Linked DNA regions of Mus musculus: all the other regions are linked to region 1. Evidence: chromatin contacts called from public HiCAR-type, HiChIP or PLAC-seq and promoter capture Hi-C data. All regions are on one chromosome and are shown on one strand. The core of a region is the stretch at or near the end of the contact, and the rest is flanking DNA. Distances in the headings are between cores, read along the strand shown.

What was found. Promoter capture Hi-C pulls out the DNA fragments that hold promoters and counts their contacts. HiCAR-type assays count read pairs that join an accessible place to other places. HiChIP or PLAC-seq counts read pairs in DNA pulled down with a chosen protein or histone mark.
Region 2: an H3K4me3 HiChIP or PLAC-seq map of embryonic stem cells shows a contact between it and region 1, with 26 read pairs. The contact joins the promoter of Nfkb1 here to the promoter of Bdh2 in region 1. A contact is called at or near these places in 13 of 39 promoter capture datasets (the C10 cell line, the HPC-7 cell line, cancer-associated fibroblasts and 9 more), 1 of 15 datasets of contacts at CTCF or cohesin (the NIH/3T3 cell line), 4 of 484 Hi-C or Micro-C datasets (embryonic fibroblasts, embryonic stem cells and nephron progenitors), 26 of 115 datasets of contacts at active chromatin or transcription factors (the 230-238 cell line, bone marrow-derived dendritic cells, bone marrow-derived macrophages and 18 more) and 3 of 9 other capture datasets (adipose tissue, liver and pancreatic islet).
Region 3: a promoter capture Hi-C map of hippocampal neurons shows a contact between it and region 1, with 2.4 times the contacts expected there. The contact joins the enhancer-like site here to the promoter of Bdh2 in region 1. A contact is called at or near these places in 12 of 39 promoter capture datasets (the 3T3-L1 cell line, the C10 cell line, cranial neural crest and 6 more) and 6 of 115 datasets of contacts at active chromatin or transcription factors (astrocytes, embryonic basal ganglia, embryonic fibroblasts and 3 more).
Region 4: a promoter capture Hi-C map of the 3T3-L1 cell line shows a contact between it and region 1, with 4 times the contacts expected there. The contact joins the enhancer-like site here to the promoter of Bdh2 in region 1. A contact is called at or near these places in 17 of 39 promoter capture datasets (the 3T3-L1 cell line, 3T3-L1-derived adipocytes, the C10 cell line and 9 more), 2 of 15 datasets of contacts at CTCF or cohesin (the NIH/3T3 cell line and large pre-B cells), 2 of 484 Hi-C or Micro-C datasets (the N1E-115 cell line and nephron progenitors), 3 of 115 datasets of contacts at active chromatin or transcription factors (astrocytes, embryonic fibroblasts and embryonic stem cells) and 3 of 9 other capture datasets (adipose tissue, embryonic stem cells and pancreatic islet).
Region 5: a promoter capture Hi-C map of hippocampal neurons shows a contact between it and region 1, with 4 times the contacts expected there. The contact joins the enhancer-like site here to the promoter of Bdh2 in region 1. A contact is called at or near these places in 19 of 39 promoter capture datasets (the 3T3-L1 cell line, 3T3-L1-derived adipocytes, the C10 cell line and 11 more), 2 of 15 datasets of contacts at CTCF or cohesin (the NIH/3T3 cell line and large pre-B cells), 4 of 484 Hi-C or Micro-C datasets (the G1E-ER4 cell line, the N1E-115 cell line, brown adipocytes and 1 more), 3 of 115 datasets of contacts at active chromatin or transcription factors (astrocytes, embryonic fibroblasts and embryonic stem cells) and 2 of 9 other capture datasets (embryonic stem cells and pancreatic islet).
Region 6: a contact with region 1 is called in a HiCAR-type map of fibro-adipogenic progenitors, with 3 times the contacts expected there. The contact joins the enhancer-like site here to the promoter of Bdh2 in region 1. A contact is called at or near these places in 6 of 39 promoter capture datasets (cranial neural crest, frontonasal cranial neural crest, hematopoietic stem and progenitor cells and 2 more), 1 of 15 datasets of contacts at CTCF or cohesin (the NIH/3T3 cell line), 3 of 484 Hi-C or Micro-C datasets (CD8 T cells, Th2 cells and cortical neurons), 6 of 115 datasets of contacts at active chromatin or transcription factors (bone marrow-derived macrophages, embryonic stem cells, fibro-adipogenic progenitors and 2 more) and 3 of 9 other capture datasets (adipose tissue, embryonic stem cells and liver).

The regions. Positions count from the first base shown.
Region 1 is chr3:135,279,190-135,282,736 of GRCm38.p6, forward strand. Bdh2 (3-hydroxybutyrate dehydrogenase, type 2) reads left to right here and starts at 2,032. Exons shown (of 10, transcript NM_001172055.1): 1 at 2,032-2,179. It overlaps Gm46826 (a long non-coding RNA gene), which reads right to left. Exons shown (of 3, transcript XR_001783991.2): 3 at 3,243-3,547.
Region 2 is chr3:135,689,863-135,693,409 of GRCm38.p6, forward strand. It overlaps Nfkb1 (nuclear factor of kappa light polypeptide gene enhancer in B cells 1, p105), which reads right to left and starts at 1,685. Exons shown (of 25, transcript NM_008689.2): 1 at 1,261-1,685.
Region 3 is chr3:135,672,950-135,676,496 of GRCm38.p6, forward strand. All of the region lies in intron 1 of Nfkb1 (nuclear factor of kappa light polypeptide gene enhancer in B cells 1, p105), which reads right to left. Among named protein-coding and RNA genes, the nearest start is that of Nfkb1, 17 kb to the right of the region's middle. Within about 2 kb of position 1,907, at least 128 of the 459 cell types and tissues checked have an H3K27ac peak or open chromatin away from gene starts, as enhancers often do. A contact at or near this core is called in astrocytes, embryonic fibroblasts, heart atrium and 3 more, where this site is marked.
Region 4 is chr3:135,649,346-135,652,892 of GRCm38.p6, forward strand. The region is part of intron 6 of Nfkb1 (nuclear factor of kappa light polypeptide gene enhancer in B cells 1, p105); the gene reads right to left. Among named protein-coding and RNA genes, the nearest start is that of Nfkb1, 40 kb to the right of the region's middle. Within about 2 kb of position 1,581, at least 18 of the 459 cell types and tissues checked have an H3K27ac peak or open chromatin away from gene starts, as enhancers often do.
Region 5 is chr3:135,628,531-135,632,077 of GRCm38.p6, forward strand. All of the region lies in intron 6 of Nfkb1 (nuclear factor of kappa light polypeptide gene enhancer in B cells 1, p105), which reads right to left. Among named protein-coding and RNA genes, the nearest start is that of Gm46827, 22 kb to the left of the region's middle. Within about 2 kb of position 1,626, at least 78 of the 459 cell types and tissues checked have an H3K27ac peak or open chromatin away from gene starts, as enhancers often do. A contact at or near this core is called in hematopoietic stem and progenitor cells, hippocampal neurons and pancreatic islet, where this site is marked.
Region 6 is chr3:135,554,888-135,558,434 of GRCm38.p6, forward strand. It overlaps Manba (mannosidase, beta A, lysosomal), which reads left to right. Exons shown (of 17, transcript NM_027288.3): 13 at 1-37. Among named protein-coding and RNA genes, the nearest start is that of Gm46827, 52 kb to the right of the region's middle. Within about 2 kb of position 1,629, at least 50 of the 459 cell types and tissues checked have an H3K27ac peak or open chromatin away from gene starts, as enhancers often do. A contact at or near this core is called in adipose tissue and fibro-adipogenic progenitors, where this site is marked.

The DNA.
Region 1 (3,547 bases), core at 782-3,281:
TGGAATGTTTCAATCTCAGAGGAAACTGCTACACAACAAACTTGTGTTAACAAAATGACAGGCTTTGTTTCTTACCTTTAAAGTGTCAATTTAGGGTTGGAGAAAGGGCTCAGTGAGTTGAGTGACTGTCACACAAACATGAGGACTTTCTGATCCCCAGCACCTGCATAAAGACCCAAGCATGTGCCATGTGGCACGCTAGTCAAGTGCTACTGAGGTCTGACAAGCTCATCCCTGGGGCTGGCTCTCCTGCCACCCCAACCTACTAGGTGAGTTCAGGCCATTGAGATCCTGTGTGAAAAAGCAAGCTGGGTAGCTTCCACAGAACAATACCAACTGCCCTCTGCCTTCCATGTTTACCTAAACACATACACAATTTTAAATGTTTACGTTAATCCTAAGTCATAACTCCTTGTAAAACAGTTTGAGTTTGGGGCAGGGGTCCTGCTTTTGTTCAGGATTGAAACCACATACTTCTGAAAGTGAATCTTCTTCCTTTGAGATTAGGTCTTACTATGAAACCTACTTTGTCCTCGTTAATCTCCTACCTCAGCCTCCCAAGTACAGGGACTACAGATAGGTCCCTTATTTGGGGGAGAGAGGCAGAGACAGAGACAGAAGTTAATCCTGGAGCACTCTCATAGTCATTAAAAGCAAACGCCTTTCAAAGCCCTGGCAAGTTGAGGGAAAGACAAGTCTATTAGAGCAAGGAGCACACACAGAAGTGTCTGCTGTAATAAGCTGCCGTTTATCCTGCAGGTGTGTGGCAGACGCTGGGCTTCACCTGCACACCATGTCCCCTCCTCACCACCCTGGCAGAGCCGCTGTTTCCTTCTCCTCCATATAAGAACGCAGAGCCGCTGTTTCCTTCTCCTCCATATAAGAACGCTGTAGGTTGGCCAGTTTACAGGTCCTGCTTACTCAGCTATTTCAGGGAGACATAGGATTTATGTCTTTTTATTTTTAAACTGGGCTCTTTTTTCCCCTTTGAGGGGGTCAGCTGTTCTGAATAAGGGTCTTCTGTAGTCCAGGCTGGCTGTGAAGTTCTAAGCAAACTTTGTGATGCTCTTACATCTATTTGTGCTCGGTGCTAGCACTCTGGGCTTTATACCGTGCTAGAGACTGAAGCCAGGGCCTGAGGCAGGAGCTTGAGGGAGGAACAGAAAGCACCCACACACTGAGCAGCACAGGAAGCCACCCTGTGCCTGCCTTAAAGGACCAGCTCTCTGTCTTGCTCTGCTCCGTCCAACCCACGTGCATCCAACTGACTGACTGTGAAACCCACACTTTAGGAGCCACTCAGAAAGAGGAGCAGAACCCAGAACCTTCTGGGAGGCATCACTTTTCTCTTCAAGAAGGAAGCCCTCAGAAAGTACAGCCTGCGTCCCCAGCAGACCTGCATGGCTGGCCAGCCCAGGTGACAAAGGAGGCTCGCAATCTGATAGCTTTGTTTTGTAGCCTTTGCAGTGCCAGAGCCCATGGCAAAGTGTGCCAAATGTGTCGAGCCCCTGGATTTATGCAGGACATTCACACATGACCTCCATGATCACTGTGACACTAGCCAGGTTAACTCACAAGTCTCCGACCCAGCCAAGACCTAGCCCTTTCCTCGTGGCTCCTGTAGTCTTCAACCAACTTGATTGCATGATATTTTGCTCTGTTCATTTCAAGATTCCCATCCTAGCTGGGTGTGCTCCTCGGCTCAGGCCCAGTGCACTCAGGATGCCAGCATTCTGCAGCTGAGGGATTAACGTCAGAAACAAGACTTTAGCCCCAAGGAAGTTTTCTTTTCCCCGCTCAAAGCAATCTGGGTTAAGAGCTAGGAAGACCAGAGTATTTAGTGCCTCGGGTCCCTTGTGTGTTTTCCAGCAGCCTTCCACCTTCCTGGCCATTGGATCTGGCCTGCTAAGTAACTTGCACAAACAAAAGACAGGCCTTTGTTTGGCGTTCACAGTTCCACGTTCTGATCACTAGATGGCAGCATGGACACATCTAAAGTGCACGGCTGTGGCAAACACTTCTTAAAAGCTTACTTAACAGGCATTAGCAAAAGGACTCGGAGGGGACCTGAACTCCACCTCCCAGCGTGCATTAATCAGCATGTGACTTCTCCTGCGCAGAGATCTGAAGTTTGTCTCCTGAAGGAATCTGGAGGACTGTGTGGACTCACTCTTCTAAAGTAAGATATTTTTTTCTAATCACTTTCGACAAAACTTTTGGGGACTGAGAGTTGTAGCTTGTGTTGCCATCTTCTCCATATCGCCGAGTTGAAGATGCATCTTCAGTTAGTGTGGGAGTTGGGAATCCTCTTGTATTTATTAGAGTTTGAAAATAGCCAAAGAAAGACAACTGTTCCAGTATCTGTCCTAAGTAAACTGGCTCGTGAAAATATTTGGAATTCCAGAAAATACTCTGAGCCTTTTTCTAGTAAAAAGAAATTTAGGGTTTTAGTACAATCTTTAGAAGTAGGAAAGTCATTATGTTAAGAGTGGGTTAAGTTTACAATTTCTGGACGTATTCCCACTCTAAACCCCACCCTGTTACCCCCCCTCCCCAAAAAAAAAACAAAAACAAAAAAACAAAAAAACCCATGTTGCCTTGAGACTGCTTGGAGGTCAGCTGGAGAAAGGTTTAGAAGTAAACAGAAACTAAATTTTGTGCCTGGTTGCTTCTGGGTGGTCTCGGGGGTCATGGAGGTGCTTAAGAGAGCACTGAGCAGGTGCCTTCACTGATTCTCAACCTGTGGGTCGCGACCCCCACGCCTAGGTTCTATCTAATTAGATATTCTGAATGTCAGGTGTTTACATTATGGTTCATAACAGCACCAAAATTACAGTTGTGAAGTAGCAACAAAAATATGGGTCACCACAACATGAAGAACTGCGTTAAAGTGTCGCTGCATTAGGACGGTTGAGAACCAGGGCTTTGGTGGGCGAATACCCAGGGTCCCTTAGTGAAGGCCCTGGACTGTGAGTTTCTTATGCTGTACTCAGGGTCGGGGGAGGCAGGGACGGCTCATCCCTTCCTAAAAGCACAAGTTAGCTTTCTCTCAACTCCTACCACACTCTAAGTGAAATTTCTCTCTGCGTGCTACTGGTAAAAAGCAAAGCAAAGCGTACTGCATCAGAATTGGGGAGACGCCATGAAGCCAGATCCTGTTACCCAGCATGTGCGCATGATTGGATCACAGAGTGGGGGTCATCAGTTGGCTTCAGAAGCCCCTCTTACCGTGTGACTGTGTCGGGCTGGATCTCAGAGGAAGGCTCTAATAGGAACCTAACAGGATGGCTTTTATTAGGGGAGATACTGTTGTGGGAGAAAATGACAAGGAACCAGGTGACGATGGGAGAGACTTCAGATGGATCGAGGCAGGGAGAAGGCAGAAGTGGATTTGGGGGTGGGGGCACCCTGAATGCTTCCTTCAGTAGGGTGGGGCTGGGGACCCTAAGGAGGCTAGGGAGAAAGAGTTCTGTACGTCATCCATCACGGTCTGCTCCAGGGTGGGAACAAAGAACAAAGGTGTCCTCCGGGTCAATGGAACCTCAGT
Region 2 (3,547 bases), core at 435-2,934, 410 kb after region 1:
TTACATATTTTTTTCGTGCATCAAACAGCAAGAGGTTCCATCTCTAGAAAGCGCAATATTAAAATCAGGGGGAAAAAAACCCACTTCAGCAAGGACCTTACTTTAATCAAGTTTCTCTTTTTAAGGTCTGACGAACATTAATGCATTTTTTTTTTGCCACCCAAGAACAATCAGCTGAAGAGTCCTCTAGAAAGCCACCCAACTCTATCACCATCTCCATCTTTAGTACTAACCACCAGTCTGAGCCCCAGTATTTGATGCCATAGCCATCAAATGTTAATAAACACCACAAGTTGTTCTCAGCCCTAAAACAACAAAAATTTTAGTTAAATATGCTTACTTAGAAAGCTGCAGTGTTGGCCTTTACTTTTAAAAGTTCATTAAAAAAACAAAACAGATTAAATCTAGATGATGAAATCTTTTTATCATTTGTCCCACTTAAGTTTTAGACTCGACCCATAAACAGAGCCAAGATTGGTGTCTGTCTCAGAAGACCGAAGGAAGCCTACATGTAGCAGAGGCGTCATGTTTGTATCGTTTTCTGTTTTGGAGGTCAGGCACAAAACATGGTGCCATTATCCTAGAGTTTCCCCGTAATCAAAAGTCTGAAAGGTGCTATTAGTAGGTAATTTCTCTCTCAAATGCCAGCCCTGGAGAATCGGTGTGAGGCCCTCCTTATTATTTTGAAAATCAAAGTTGAGATTTGGCAGCTGAATGCATGATATGTGTGTGTATGGGGAGGGGGGGGTGTCTATCTCAGATTGGTAAGTGGGCCCCAGGTTCTCCCGAGGGACTGATTCTTAGGAGCTGGGAAGGGCTTTGCCAGCCAGGAGGACTGACAGGCACTTCTGCTTTCATTTCACTGACCGCCCTTTGGTGAAATCTGGCTGTGCACTGCACCAAGCACCTTTCTATCTGTCCTAGGCCGGTGGCGGACCTCAGCCTGGCCGCCACCACCCCACCCCAACCCCGCCGCAGGGGCTTGGGTACATCTTTCTAAAACTTTGCAAGAGTTCCTCTCCGCTTCCCGTTCCCGCCCGCGGAGACGCCGAGGGCCCCGCCAGCCGGCCCGCAAGGCCTCGGGGCCGCCCAGTGCGGATGTGCCCTTTCCCCGCAGCCGGGGCCGCTCGATCCGCGACTCCTGCTTGGGGCTCTCCCCTAGTCCCCCCCCGAACCCCGGGAGCTTCGAGCCAGTGGGACCCGCTGCACCGTGGTGCGGAGAGCTGGCGGCTCCGTTCCTCTACCTGCCCCGGGGCTTACCCTGGAGATGCGGCGCGGCCTCTCCTCGCCTGCGGGCTCCCGCTGCGGAGCGGCGCGGACCGGCGGGAGCCCGAGCCGGGTCGGGGCGCGGGCGGGCGGGCGGGCGGCTCAGCGGCGCGCCATGGCTGCGGCGCGGGCGGAGAAGCGCGGGGCGGGCCGGGCGCGGCGGGGCCCTGAGCTCCGGCCTGCGCTGCTAGAGCCGGCCCGCGAGCAGGCCGAGGGCGGCGGCGGCGGCGGCGGCGGCGGCAGGCCGGGGGCGCGCAGGGCACGGGAAGCCGTCAGCGCGCAGCCGGGCTGCTCGGGTGGCGAAACCTCCTCTTCCTGCCCGGCTCGCCTCGGTACTTCTCTCTCGTCCTCTCTCGCTCACTCTCTCACTTCCTGGCTGGAAATTCCCACTGACGTCGAGAGAGAGCAGACAGACGGACGGACCCACGCGCGCGCGCACAGCGGGGGCGGGAGGTGGGGTCGCCTCCGGGGGTGGGGGAAGCCCGCGCGCCCCGACCCGGCGCCCCGAACCCCAAGCCCCGCGGCGGCCGCGACGCCCCCGGGAGGCGCCCGCAGCCCAAGGGCAGGCCCGGACAGCTGGAGGCCACGGGAGACCGGCCTGGTCCCCACGCGCTGGGCACAAAAGTCAATCTCATCTGCTTGTTCCCTCCTCTGGGGGTCTCGGCTACACTCAGATCGCTCCATAGAGCGGACAGGAATTTCGAGATCGTAGCTGAGGTTCTCTCCAGAGAACCATGAATTTATATTGGGTCTGGATGAAGTCTTCAATCCGCTCGATTATTTCAGCCACAGCGCATTGTCCGGCCTGTGTGATCATCGCTGTGGATGGAATTAGAGCGACAGTGAGACCCGCAGTGTTGGTTCACAGCTCATAAATCCTTATCCGGCTCAAGGGAGGTTATTTTTCTGGAGAGGCCTCCCACTGATGACCGTTTGCGAGCATTTGAGCGTCTTTATTCTTTGGGCAAAGTGCCTCCATGGGCCAGGAATGACAGCCTGGGGCTAGGTAGCTCCCAAGTGAGTTTTGACTTAAACCTATTTTAGAGTTCGGGGGTCTCACTACTGAGTTCAAGTGGAAATACAACTTTGAAAGGCCAGGGATCAATCAGGTAGTGAGCATGCAGTTTTATTTTGGTACTTAACCCTCCGCTCAGCGTTCCACTTATGAAGTTATAAAAAACCCTCTCAGTGGGATGTTGTTGAGGGAAACACAGGTGCCCCCCCCCACACTGTATATTAGAGAGTCTTTAAGTGACCTTAAAGAGCCCTGTAATCAACCTTAAAGCTATATCATTAAATTGTAGAGACCGTTTTGCCATCTAGAGTTCAGAGGCTTCCTATAGATGGAAGACAACGATGGTTGTTATTATTTATGGGACATTAGAAATTGTAACCTACGGGCCTGGGAAATGACTCAACAGAGTGGTCGTTGGGATCTTTAGCATTCCTGCAGGTGGGGGTATCTGTAACCTCAGCGGACAGTTGGACCTGGAACTCATTGGATAACTAACAAAGCCAAGCGCTGAGTGACAGAAAGTGACAAACACAGACCTCTGTGAGAGAGAGTGGGGGTGGGGGGGACAGAGGGAGGGGGAGGGGGAGAGGGCAAGAACTGTGTCCTTGTTACTATTTAGCACATTGCTATATAGTATATAAAATGATTCTTTTCCCTGATGATATAAATACAAAGCCTGAAAGCTCTGGTGAAACAACAAAGTATAAAGTGTTTGTCTTTCCTCTGAGGACTAGGTGGGATGGGGAAAACTCTACAGTCTGCAAGGTGGGGCAGTCCCATTGTCAAAGGCACATAAATAAGACTGTTACAAAGGTAGAGGCAATGGGATATACTACTAGAACACAAGTTGAAGACTGTTCATCAGCAAGAAGTATCTAGTTAAACTTCAAGCTCCAAATGATCCCATGGGATATACCTAAAACAGAAGCCTGTGTGGGAAGCAGGTAGACTAGGCTCCTATGTCTGTGGCAACAGAAACCAATGTCAGGGATTTGTTCCTTCACAGTCCTTGCTGCAAGAGGTCTGACATTCAGATGTGGTTGCCAAGGCCACACTCCACAGAAATCCTTTGCCTGGCCCCTGCCTCTGGTGGCTGCGGCAATGCCTGCCCTCTTAGGCTTGGCTGCAGCATTTCAGTCGTGCTTCATTATCGTGTCAACCCCTTCCCTGTGCTTCCTCTCATCTGGATCCAAAGAGACCTGCCTTTCTTTTATTTAAAAGATTTATTTTAAATTCTCTCTCTCACTCTGTGTGTGTGTGTGTGTG
Region 3 (3,547 bases), core at 657-3,156, 390 kb after region 1:
GGCTCACAGGACTGGATGGCTGGTCCTACCATCTTCTAGAAGTGATCCAAAGATCCTGGAAGGCTCAGGATTAACCCAGGGACAATTTACCTAATCCCTGGTGCCAGTTACGCTGAGGAGGAGAAGCCAGTGAGTGCTCTGGCCTCAGGACAAGTGCTCTCCTTTGTATGGGGAAAGCTAAGCTTGACAGACTGCTTCCACATAACTAAGGAACCGGAGGTAATGCTTACGTATGCTGCCCTCTTGCTATGCTGAGCCCAGAAAGTAGAGTCCACCTGAAGAGCCAAGCTTCAGAGAGAATGAGTCATTTGCTCAGGCTGACAGACTAGAGCTGGCCTCTCTAACTGCACAGCTTATGGCCCTTGTACTAGCGTAATGGGTGATGTGATTTTCCTCTTGACAGAAGTATTATTCATTTAAAAACATCTTTGCTTCAAGCCTCTCAAAAGTTCTGGCTGGAGCTAGTCTACTCATGATATTAACTGCTAGCTAGGATCTTTTTTTCAAGGTTTTATTAATTTTTATTTTATGTGGCTTGAGTGTTTTGCCTGCAAGCATGACTGTGCACCACAAATGTAAGGGTACTGGCAGAGGCAAGGAGGGGAGTGCCAGATCCCCTGGAACCAGCGTGACAGGAGGTTGTCAGTCATCATGTGGGAGTTAGGAACCAGCCTGAGTCCTCTGCAAGAGCAGTAAGCACTCTTACTAGTTAAGCCATCTATCTCTTCAGCCATATTAAGTAGGCTACTAAAGGGTTACACACCTGTGCTGGGGGCTGGGTGGGCTGGGCTGGGTTGGAGTGCTGCCTGCCAGGATAACTGCTAACATTCAAGCTGTTCCTGTTGTTTTTTGTTTGCTTTCAGATAAGACCCTCTAGAGAAGATTGCAAAGAGCTGCTTTAAACCAGCCGCCTTTGCCAACTCCCTCTTCTACGTGATGTGGAGTGATTTTTTGCTTACTATAATCTTGTTATAATGGTGAATTCTCCACACTTGAGGCGTTCTGCCAATTTTGTGCATGCCAACACACGAAGTAGCATGCTGTCACGGTGACTGGAGCGGGAAGAGGCTCCCTCTATATTCCCTGAGCGCTCTTTAGCCTTCATGCACACACTGTCCAGTCAAATTGTGTTGTCTCCACTGGGGAGATGCACATTAGGAGTCTCAGCATGTTTCTCTCGTTTCTGCAACATGCCTTCTCCCGAGTGTGCTTTCTGTTCCTACATCTAGTACCTGGTGAGCCCATAGAACTCTTCTACAGTGTAACCCAGAGAACAGAATAGGACCTTACAGTGCATGAATTTCAGATGAGCTACTTACAAGGCAATCCAAACGTGAAGGGAGAGAGAGAAAGAGAGAGAGAGAAAGAGAGAGAGAGAGAGAGAGAGAGAGAGAGAGAGAGAGAGAGAGAGAGAGAAAGAGAGAGAGAATATCTCACAAAAGCCACAGTTAGCTAAACTAAAAATTAAAACATGTGTGTGTGTGTGTGTGAGAGAGAGAGAGAGAGAGAGAGAGAGAGAGAAAGAGAGAGAGAGTGTGTGTGTGTGTCATCCACAGTGCTGTAGGAACAGATTTGTGATACTTGTGTATGCCATGGTCTGTATCACAGGGAAACCATGTTTGAAATGTTACCTGGATGTTTTTGGCCCTTCATCAACCCATCAGAAAGAGGTTTGCCTACCCTGTCAGTTTCCAAAGAAACAAAACTACACAAGAGTGGCATAGTCTGAACTCAGGGCTTATAGCTGTAGTAGGCTCAAAACAATGGCCACTGCCCTTTTCTATCCCTCACAACACAGGGACAATAAAATTGACATCTCTGCCCCTTGAATGTTGTCAGGCCCTTGGCAGGCCCTGACCAACAGGAGGATGCAGACATGAGTCATGAACATGGCTTTCAAGAAGCCGTTCAATGACTGGATTTTCTTTCCTGGAAGGGAAAGGCCTGGCCAGCCCAGTGGAGGATGAGAACCCACGTGTGGAGTGGAAACGCAGCAGAGCTCAGCCAAGACTTCCCAGGCTGAGCCCTCGGTGGCAGAGCAGCTGAGGACCTCCACAGAGCAGCCAGACAAATCACCACACACAGTCACAGGTCGCAAGAAATGAGGCATATCTGTGTTTCTATGTGCTTCTTCATGATTTATCTCGCCGCAGCAAAGGCTAGCCAATCAGAACGGTTAGTAAATGGAAAGACAGCAGCCTACACGATACAGCTTGGTCAGTGTCATGGGAACAGAGGGCGTGTGGAGCATGGGTTAATTACCCTGGCAATTCAGTATCACAGCTTTAATTACACTCTTAGTCACGGTCTGGACTTTGCACTGGCTTTTCTCCATCGGCTACTGAGTTCTCAATTGAACAAAAAATAAATAATTTTTTTTAAAAAAAGGAAAGAGCAAAAAGAAACAAAACAAAACAAAAAACCCAAGCTATCCAAGATACGAGCCCAACCCCCGTGACATCAGTACATGATTAGAACTGTTAAGGCTCTGAAGGTGTATTTGGTAATGAGCCCCTGTTAGCTTTAGGTAACGATGCCATTAGAAAACAAGTTAATGATACATTAAACCCATCAACCCTAATGTCTACAGTTTACTACTCGACAACAAGCCCGACTCCTGACTGTCTCATTCTTGCAAATGTAGCCTTCTCCAACCAATGCAGTGAACAGTCTTGTTGTCGCTCACTTCTTTCCTCACACTGTTTCTTGTGTGTGCACTTCCTTTCTATGTCCATAGCCACACCCTAGGGCAGACCTTATTACCTCACTCTGACAGAAACAGCTTTTCTACCGCTCACCCCCATGGCAGGGTATCTTCCTGATTAAATATCTTTCAGATCACAGCCAGGTGCTTTACATAGTGAAGTCCAAAGAGCAACTACTCAGCATATGATTATATTATATTATATATTATATAAGCACCACAACTATCACCATGATCCAACACAAGCACTTTACTATAGGGAAATCAATCATTTAAAGATGCATTGCTTGGCCAACAAGAGGGCTCTGCAGGTAAAAACACTTGCTGCTAAGCCCAAGGACCTAAGTCCTTACTTGGAACTTACATGCTCGAAGGAAAGAACCAGCTTCCAAAATTGTCCTTTGACCTCTACACATGTGAATGCTCACTGCATACACGCACACACGCATGTGTACACACACACATGTAACAGCTCTATGTCATTTCTTTCCAGTGTGTACATCTCTTCACACTCGAGATTCTATCCTGTTTAGATATTATGTATTCCACAACATGGTACTTCAAAATCAACTTCTTCCATAAAACCTGTATTTTCTCTTCCACTGTTATCGCCTCAGTCCATAAGGTCTATAACATTTCCTGGTGGTTTTGCACTATGGTTCACTGTTTCTATGCAACTTAATCATACATTATATATTTACAGTCTCCTTAAATGGTGTGCCTTACAGCCAGCAATGGGAGTTTTGATTTTGTATTTCAAAACCAGTAGACTAAATGATTTATACTGAAACCAGACAGAAAGGGTCGCTCACCTATACTCAATTCCCTTCACATTGAATACCA
Region 4 (3,547 bases), core at 331-2,830, 370 kb after region 1:
CCAAAGACCCTAGACCCTGACTATGGAGAAGGTGGCTGGGGACATGAGGATCATAGGCTCTGGTTACTCACTCTGCCTCATCAAAACCAATCTTCACATGTGGCTTTACGAAACCGGGATTCCCGGCCTGAATGTAATGATCCTCTTCAAACAGAGACCACTTTGATCAGAGATGATTTCAGACTGAACACTGCCACTAGGAACAAGCATCCCAAGAGCAATGAGTATGCAGAGAAACAGGAGAGGGGAAGAGGAAATGCCAGGCGAGGCAGGCCACCATACCAAGCCTGGAAAGTCAGACAACCTGCAACCCTCAGGAGCTTGGCTCTCCTAACTCTCAGGATCAATTCTCACTGCTCAACAGTTTCCTTCAGTAAGCAGCTTTCTCTAACTTCTAATGCTAACAGTGAAATAAAGGGCTGGTTTTTTTGTTTGTTTGTTTGTTTTTTAACAAGTCAGTATTTTACTCATGGAGGCAATCGCAAAACGCCTGGGATACGTAGAAGAAAAGTTATGCAGAAGTCTAGATTATTATGGCCACGCAGAGGATGTTACCTCCTTGTAGTGCAGGACTTGCCACCGTGCTGAGTGAATATCAGGGAAATGATTCTCTTTTCTTTTTGGTTTTGAACCATCGTATTTAGTCAGTGCCAAGAGACTCGGTGGGAGTGGGAGAGAGGGAGGAGAGGGGAGGAAGGAGAGAACAGAAAGGCGGGGGTGGGGTGTGGGGTGTGTGTGTGTGTGAGGAGGCGCTAAATCTCACATCTTTTCCAGTCAATGGAATACTAAAGAGCAACTAGCTTGAATTACATGCTGAGAAACACAAAGCGCTTCAACTTGCCTAAAATGGGTAAAACTAAAAAGTGTAAATGTAAATTTTTGAAATGAAAAAAGAAAGAAGAAAAACATTCAAGACAGTTGCATCCCTGAAATTTCTCAATACTCTGGAGGCAGAGGTAGGAAGATGAGTTCAAGGCCAGCCTAAGCTACACAGTGAGAGCCAGTCGCCCTCCCCCCGCCCCCGCCCCCATCCCTCCAAAATTGTAGAGATCGATTTAATCAGCTGTGGTAAAAAAGCCAATGCCCTTCAGCATTACTTTTACACATGTTCGAGTCTTTAAAAATGCATACAAATATGCATAAAACTCTATGTGTAGAGTCAGAGGTTGCAAACCTTTCTGAAACCACAAAAGGATCCATGAACCTTGGGTTACAAAGCCCTTGTTTTAATAAACTCTGTGTTTGTGTGTGTGTGTGTGTGTGTGTGTGTTACAAAGCACAGACTATAGTATTGGTAGGGAACATAGCTCTTTTCTTTTATTTGAGCACAGTAAACACTTGGAAGTGTCAAAGGACATTCTAATAAATGCTATGAACTAGGTAGGTTCTGAATGCCCAATCTGTTGTGGTGATCTTTCCCCCCTGGCATGTTAGGTAACTGGATCAGGCTAAATTATTCAAAATTAGTATTCCAACTAGATCTTTAGGATGGCAAGTCTCCGGATGCAGACAAGCCTGTGCAAGGGAAAGGGCGCTTTTGCAAAGATATGTGATATCCTCAAGCCTACAGCAGATCAGCCGGGCTTTATTAACCTTGACGGAAACGTAACATTAAGGACTGTTCAGTGAGAGGCACGTAAGAGTGCACACTACAGGAGGTGGGAGAACGGAGCCAAAGCTGTTGTTCACAGAAACATTCCAATAAACCCGTTCTTTAACCATCAAACCCCAGGAGAGTGGCAGGCAGGGCAGCTGCCAGCAAAGCTGATCAGAATCGTCATATTAGCATCACTGTGTTCCAACCTCCTGGCATTGGATGATTACAAACAAACTGTCTTTTAGAAATGAAAGTCACTGATGTCCAAGTGCAATGTTCACAAGGTGCCCAGCACAGAAGGACTCAAGCAAGTGAGGACGGGCTGCAGGCGCATTCCTAAAGCCACGTGTGGCTTCTCCTCTTGGCCCTGTTCCATTTGCTCAAGGAAGACACTTTGATTTAAAATTTTTCTGCACCACTTTCGGGAAAAGGAGGGCAGTGAGCCTTCCCTGGCACTCCTTGCTGAGTCAAGAACAGGTAGCGACAGGCTTGGCCCAGAGGAGCTCTGCTGTCTCTCCTGTTCTCCCAGGAGCCGCAGATAAAGTCAGAACCAAGCAAACACTGGAGGGAGAGCTTACAGGCTAGACAGTGGATTACTCCATTTTTTAAAAGTGGAAAACTTTCTTAAATTCTGGATATTTATTTTCCCTAGCTTCCTCATGAATATGATTTTTTGCTTTAAGGGTCAGCATAAATTCCACACTGTGACTGAAGACATTTTTAGTCAAACAATAAAGAGGAAGAGACTGGATTAAAGCAATCAATGTTTAAGCCTTCAGGGGCCCAGTTTTAACCTGGATATAGTTTGAAAAAGAGCCACCATATATAATAAAAAACTTTGGATTAAAGATAGTAAAAAGTAACTTTCTTGAAAGTGATTTTAGTATATGATATGAATGCATCTCAGATAAAGAATGTTCAGAACAGTGGTTTTCCTTTGGGCAAAGAAAGAGGATAAGAGGACAGAGCAGTGGCTGAGTAGGGGCTCCCACTGTAACTATGTTGTACTTCAGAGAGAATCAGAGAGAGAGAGAGAGAGAGAGAGAGAACAGATAGACAGATAGCAAATAGGCAAAATATTACCATCTATTAAATTTATTAATTTTGGTACATGGTATTTGTTATATAGAACTTTACAACTTGTATGCTTAAAATATTTTGAAATATGAAGTAGCTGGTTTAAAAGAGACTATTCACCCACCCCGAGCTCCTGAAGGCAGTGGAAGGAATGCTTCAATCTGAAGAAACCATTCATGATACCTGTGAGGACATAGGAACCAGTAATCCCAGAGAAATTAATCAAAAGAGAGAGAGGAAATAAGAACGTGAAGACTTGTACAACAAGATCCTAGAGAGCCAAAGAGGTTCTTTCTTCTCAACTACACGAGAGGAACATACACATGGTACAGCCGCCTGAGTTCTAGAAAAGGTGGTACCTCAGTGGGGGGAGGGGGTGACGACTGAGCTTGCATCCCAGCATCTACCACAGCGTGGAAATACTTCTAATAGGAAGTGCTGGTTTTGGGAGATTCCTAGAGTTAGCTTGCAAGTCAACCTGATGCTTCAAACAGTCAACAAGTAGACGACCAAACAAGATGTAAGTTTACAAGCTCCATAAAGCAAAGCTTGGTTTCTGCAGCCTTAAGTCATGACCAGTTCCCAAAGCTTTCAAGAGCCTTCAGATCTTCACTGCAATCTTCACATCACATCAACCACTAACCTTGCAGGGGCGCTCCCTAAGGACAGCAGGGAGGGGTGCTTGAAGAGGCAGGGCAGGAAAGAGGGCCTGAGTCCAGGGAGACAGAGATTGTCAGTGGGGGTGAAGAAAAGGTGAGTCTGAAGACATATACTTCATGCAAGTCACAGCCTTGCATGTGCAAGGCTACGGAAGAGTCGCTCCCTCAGGAAGTACATGGACCCACCTCTACGATGAATTATGGGTGGGTATGC
Region 5 (3,547 bases), core at 376-2,875, 350 kb after region 1:
TAGCAAGTCGTCTTTCTTCACAGGCCAAATACTTCCCCATTTAAGTGTAGGACAATGAATACCAAGTTCTGGTTTTGCTCCAAGGCTGATGATGCTCTTCCTACAAAGTCCCTGGATGGCTGATTCCAGCTCTAGATGGCTGATCACATCGGTCTGCTAATGATCGGCAGAGGCAGCGAGTCACGTGATCCCACTTTTAACTGACAGTGTGCACAGGAACACAGCACAGGAAGGCTCAAGGAAGCGCTTCACTTGGGTGAAATCAGGCAGGCTTTCCACTTAAGCAGAAAGGCCTCATGGGAGAAGGCCTGAGAGTTTGGAATCCGAGCCTTCTGAAGCTGCGCTGACAGGCTAGTTAGTCACTGGCGCTGATGGAAAGAGGTGGGAGGTGCATTCAAGAAGCACTTACTGTTTTTCTTACGACTAACTTCATGGTTGAAGGGCGGCAAGAATGAGGAACTGGGAGGACTCTGAGGTGAGGGACCTGAAAGATCTGCCAGTGACCAATGTGCTGTTTGATCCATCTGAAAGAGTGTAGTCGGGATGGTAGCATTTGGTTTTTACACAGACCACAGAATGAAAACAGGGAGGGCCCTGGGCTTTCTGTACTTTCCAAGATGCCATCTGAGAGAAAGAAAGCCTTACTTGTGGGGACAGCTGTGCGGCACAGGCAAACCTTGACAACGATTTCTTGGAACCATCATTTATCATGCCATAGTGGCCAAGAGGTATTCAACACCAATGTAGAAACTTATTCTGGGAAGGGAATGGAAGTATTACGTCTCTTGAAGATAAAGTTTATAGAGGGCAACTGTCTACTAGGAAGGTCTTTCTGAGAGTAGAATCTGAACAGAGACTCTTAATTGTAAGCACTCAAGCACAGGTAAGAAGCCAAAGGAGCCATCCTGCATAGTCAGCTGCTCGGAATGGGAAGAGTGTGGACTTCAGAGACAGGCTAGGCTGGCTGGGGGAGAGAGGCAGTTCCAGTCTGTGTGACCTTGCTTGGTCTCTTCACCTGTTCAGTAATGTTCAAGGGGCTGTTAATGAGGAATATATACATTCAAGTACACAAACACTTCACAACAGTACTCAGCAGAGGAGAGGACAACCCTCAGGGGCTATCTCAGACTGTCAGATGCTCCCTCACTTAGAGGATGTCTAATAGGTCCATTTGAAGCAAGTGGCTGGAAGATACTTGGCCCACATCAATTCCAAGGGGAAGGTTTTTCTTTTTTCCTACATTGCAGTGTTTTGTTAGTTTTCTACAAATACATTTATTTTCTTTCTTTTGCTATGTTTTATTTTTCTACAAAATACTATGTTATTCTAGTGTCAGCTGCCCTTCTTGGGGACAATCAGACTTCCTTGGCCTTCCCTGATGAAGGAAAACTCTTCTAGAATTCTGGGTCCATGGGTCAGAGCTCCTTTTAGAATAAGAACTACAAGTCATGGGCTCAGGTATAGCCCTCTTAGTCAGCCACGTACTTTTTTTTTTTTTTTTTTTTTTTAACCTCAGATAGCCCTGACCTACTGTGGAAAAGCATTTGCTGTTTCTTCAAAGGGGTAACAAGAGATGAGTGGCCTAGAACTTCCTCAGCATCACAGTTTCAAAAGCCAGGCTGCTCTCTGGGTGAATTCGGCTAACGTACTCTGACAGAAAGCAGAAGCAGCATAAATGTAAGACATCATACCTAAAATCATTCTTTTCTGCTGATTTTTCTTTCGAACATCCTCAGGGTTCTAACAGGGCCTGGCTCTGCTTGTGAACCCAACCTTGCTCTTTACCACAGCAGGTCATGGTTAGGTTAAGATCTCTCAAAGCCAGGCTCAAATCCCCCAGCTGTCGTGGAGTGACGTGTGTCAGCTTCTCCACCTTCAAAAATCAAATTAATGACGAAGTATCACCGGACTGTTTTAAGATTAAAGGAGTTAAGACAACACTTGGTTCCTGATGATATCAACAATCTCAGAAAATTGTTTCTTATCTAGCCCATTATTTCACTGAGTACTAAAGTTTACCAGTTTAGTTTGTTACGCCCCTTTCTAAGAGCCCCACACTGTAGAAGGTCAGAGAGTGGGGGCTACACCTCGTTCAGAACAAGCCCAATTTCTTTCTCTCACGGAATTAAACAGTGGGACTGACGCTAACTGGATAACTTCAACAATACAGGTAAAACCTAACTGGAGAACTCATCAAACAGAATGTCTAATAACAGTGTCTGGCACGGTTGGGAAGTGAGAGAAAGCTTCCGTGTGTTTAACTCATGCGGACTGAGATTTGAAGGCAGAGTTGAGCTGAGTAAGCAAGGAGCAAGTGGAGGATGAGGCAGCTTGGCAGGCGTTCTCTGCGGGCGGGTAGAGCGCATGCTCGAAAGGCATTCTCAGCAGGTCGAGCGCAGTCATGCTCGCAGGGTGCTCAGTGCTCTCGAGCCCTCATCCTGCTCATTAACAGCGCACAGGAGGAGTTCCTTCAAGCAGCTGCACCAATAGCCCGTGTCTCTTGTGTTTCCCACCTTCCTCACAATGTCAGCCCATCATGGCTCCACGACTGTGCCCTTTTCGAGAATGACTGGAGGACATAGGGTAGGAAAGTGATATGTGACTGGCTAGTAAGCGTTAAATAACGCCTTACTTCGCATGCTTGTTCATTTCCCAGAGCACGTGCTCATCTAAGTCTATGTGCATATTCTGTCTCTACAGCCGAGGAGGGAGAAATCCCCACAATAGCCATGTGGGGTCAGTAGTGGCACCCCATATCACCGGGGAAAGAACCAGCCCTTTGCAAGCTCAAGTAACATGCACCACCTGGTTCCAATGGTTTGGGGTAAGGTGGTGGTGCCCTGAACTCGGGGTCTGCCACTGCCTCCCCAAAGTCTATTCACATTTCCACGGCACCATGTCAACACTCGGCTCGGTTATTTTTCTCTCTCTAACTGGCTTTAATGCGCCATGGCTGTAATCACCGATCTGAGCACAGGTACAGCTACAGAGACTCCTGCTTGTTTGTTGGCACTGGTGAGGCATATTGTGAGAAAGGCCTCATGCTAGGTGTGAAAAGGAGGAGCAAGAGTCCCCTTGTCATCCTGAAAGTCTTTTCCATTTAAAGAAAAAAAAAAGGCTACTTGCTTACTCTTCTTGAGTCAAGTCAAATTATAAAGAAGGAGGGAGGGAGGGAGGGAGGGAGGGAGAGAGACGAAATAGTATATTGGTTTAATAATGTATGTCCTCTCAAGGATGACAGGGAGTCAGTTTACTGTTCTTTATTATTTATTTGTGCAACCAGGAAGCACAGATCAAGCCTGCTAAACGGGATTATAGCTAATGGCATAGGAAGGACTCATGACACTGGTCTCGTCTTGCTAAGACAGGGATGCTGAGTTGATCTAATCCAGGATCAAACCCCAGCCCTGCCATCTTACACGAACCAATGACCTCTGATCCTCGTGCTTCATGGCTAATTTGCTGGCAGCTCACTGGGACTCCTGCATGCTGTCTGGCACTACGGAGCCTTTTGTCCTTCCCTCTTATCTATGGAGAACATCTGGGC
Region 6 (3,547 bases), core at 379-2,878, 280 kb after region 1:
ATTGCGCACATTTAAAGACACTATCTACCTTACTCAGGTAAGCCACTTCTAGTCTGGAGCTGCTGGGCTTCTACACTGAGTGTGTGCAATCATGCAGCTTTCGTAGCCTTTGTATGGTGGAAAATGGTCAGGTTTGCATGCTCTTGCTAAGGTTGTTGTTTTCTTCACAATACAGACGAGCAAACCCATAAAACCTGTATCTAATTCTTGGCTTTGTTTCTCCTCACAAGAACAGCTTATGAAATTCTAAAATTTGTGTACTAAGATGTTTGTTGTTTAAGATTAGTCTAAAGTTTCAGCAATGAAGGCAGTAGGAGAATCTCCTATTAGGACAGAAATGTCCTGGCAATTCAGGTGGAAAAGGGTAGAGTCGTTGATGAAATGTGCTGGACCAAGAAGATCGCTTTACAGGGAAATGAAAGTCTCCATGCATGCAGATTGCATTCACCACGGACCTGAGATTCAAATGGGAGGGTTTGGAGCATAGCCGTGCTGCACACGCTCCAGGCTTTGGATCTGATCCCTGAGACAAAGAAAACAAAGCCCCTGAAATGAGGAAGCAACACAATAAAAGTCCTGGAAAGAACACAAGACTCAGAGACAGGCAAAGAAGAGGTCTTAAAGCTTGAGGACACTAACCATGAAAAAAAAAAAACGGGCTGATAAATTGTATTTCACTAAAATCATTGGCTTTTGATTTTTTAAAAAGATTTATTTATTTTTATTATATATAAGTACACTGTAGCTGTCTTCAGACACTCCAGAAGAGGGAGTCAGATCTCATTACAGATGGTTGTGAGCCACCATGTGGTTGCTGGGATTTGAACTTCGGACCTTCGGAAGAACAGTCGGGTGCTCTTACCCACTGAGCCATCTCACCAGCCCTGGTTTTTTTTTTTTAAAGCACTACCAGGAAAGAGAAAAAGGCAAGCTATAGATTGAGGATCAATGTTTACAATCATTTATATGTAATTGGTCTGGCCTGGGTGTTTTATCATGTCTGTTGCTTACCAAATAAATCACATCTAATTCAAACCTGAGCCTGCAGGCACAACCTAGCTCTTTCCCCCTAGATAATAGAATAGTTATTTATTCCCACAGACAACTTGAGTTATCAGAGGAGCAGGAAGGGAAAAGGTGCCCTTTGAGAATCAGTTTCTCACGACTTGGCATCAAACGCCCAATAAATATATGCTAGAGACAAATGAAAGCAGTAGAGGGGGCTCTAAGCTCAGGGCTTGGTGAAGACTGAAGTCACCTCCTGGTGTAGGTGGTCATTGAGAGGCCTGATGCAGCTTAGTTTAGTCAACCTGTGGGAGTGGTAGTGTGAGTCACAGATTAAGAGAGCATGCTGGGTGTGTGGCCATTTGGAATAGATATAACCCGAGAAGAGAGGAGAGTGAGAAGAGACTTTGGAAGACTGGAAGATCTGGAGGCAGAAGAACTCACTTGTTGCTGTAAGACGAAGCAGGGAGGGAAGGCTCTCCACATGTTCACGAGGAAGCTTTCTGCAAAGCCTTCTCGGTTCAAACATCTTTGACAGTTACAAAATTTGTTCAACCAATAGAGTCTTCCAAAGTGACGTGGGCACACATCCTGTTCTTCAGAACCTTATGAATGACTAATAATAAACGAGAACAGTGAGTGGGAGGGAGCTTAGAGAGGATGAGCCAGGGAAAGAATTAACCAAGATTCCTTCCCTACTCCCGCTTCTCTCCTCTCTGTCCTTTAAACAGGTTTTGGTGAGAATTGTCCATAAGATTACTCGATTCCTGCCTGCTGCTTCCTCATCTTTGCACCGTTCCTTCTTCCATGGCAAGACCTGGCTTTCACTTCCAGGATTTTTTTTTAACTTAATTACTTAATTCATTTGCAGCTTCTGTTTGGTTTTGGTCTGGTGGTGACCACCTTGCTGGGGCAGGTATCCCCGTGGACAAGGAGAGAAGGAGGAGGTGGGGAGTGTAGGGAGAAGGTGGAGATAGGAAGGGAAAGAGAAAAGCAACAGATTAATTCCATTGAGATCCACTCCCTAGTTTAGACTTAGAAAGGATCAAGGCTGAGTGCCAAACTGAATGAGAGCAAGTCTCCAATTCTGAACCAAGGCTTAGTTGGCTGCGAGTGCTAAACGCACAGGCAAAGCTCAGCGCTGCTAAAACACACAAGCAGAGAACTCCACTGGTGCCCGGCTGCCTCTGCTGCCTTGATTAGCACTCCCTACACTTAGATTTCAACACGACCTAGCTCCACTTGCTTACTCGACACACTCTGTGAGAGCTGCCTTAGCTGATAATACAATGAGCGTGTCTTCTTTTGTATTGCTGGACTGTCTCACCATGGGAACAAATCAGACTGCATACAGTTTCCCTACCACAGGACACTTCTGTTGTTTCTAGCCGAAGGCTGTTATGAGTAATGCTGCTATGAACAGGATTTTAGATGATGATTAGCAGACCAGTGTGCTTGCTTAGGTATACAAGGAAACCAAGTATTTAACTTTGACAGAAACTGTCAGAAACCTCCCCAAAGTGGTTAAACAAACTGACACGTTGTCGAACATTGTTTTACAGTTCCAGCTGGCTTACCTTCGCTTTGGCAGCTGGTACTGTCAGTCTTTGATTATGGGAATTCTGGTGGGTGTGTGTCTTAAATGGCTTTAATTTTCACTTGCTTGGTTAAAAATGAGATGAAACTGCTGGAGTGGTGGTTCGGTGGTTAAGAGCACTGGCTGCTCTTCTAGAGGGCCCAGGTTGGATTCTCAGTACCCAGTGGTTGCTCATAACTTCAATTCCAGGGAATCTAATGCCCTCTTCTGGCCTTTGTGGGCACCAGAAACACACATGGTATAGAGACATACATGCAGGCAAAGTACCCATACATATCAAATAATTTTTTTTTAAGAACGTGATTAAGCACTTTTTTTTTTCTTTTTTGGTTTTTCCCAGATGGGTTTTTCTGTATATCTTTGGCTTCCCTAGAATTCACTCTTTAGGCAAGGCTGGCCTTGAGATGCTCCTGCCTCTGCCTCCCAAGTGCCAGGATTAAAGGTGTGTGGCACCACTGCCCTGCAGAGCATAGTAACCATGTGGGTAGCTTTACTAGTCAAGTGTTTATTCAAGATTTCTACTTATTTGTTTTATTGACGTTCTTACCTTTGGACATCTCTGATCAGATATGTGAATTACAGCTAGGAGTATGCCTCAGTGACATAACACTTTCCTGATGTGCTCTGGCTTCTGTTCCAGGCACCACAGGAAAGAGGCCTGTCTGTCTGTCTGTCTGTCTGTCTCTCTCTCTCTGTCTCTCTCTCTCTCTGTGTGTTGCATTGAGGGAAATGAAAGAGTGTTGGCTAACACAGCACATGGCATGTATAGAATCTTTTCAAGACATCGTGTGATTTAATATTCAGGCATTCAAGATTCCTCTAAGTGTCTACTAAATGTCTGATACTTGGCCACGAAGTGTTTTGAACCATTTCTCATGGAATTCTAACATCTCCAGACACCATATTCATATTAGCTATTTGTATCATAAAGTGGATTTTTGTTTA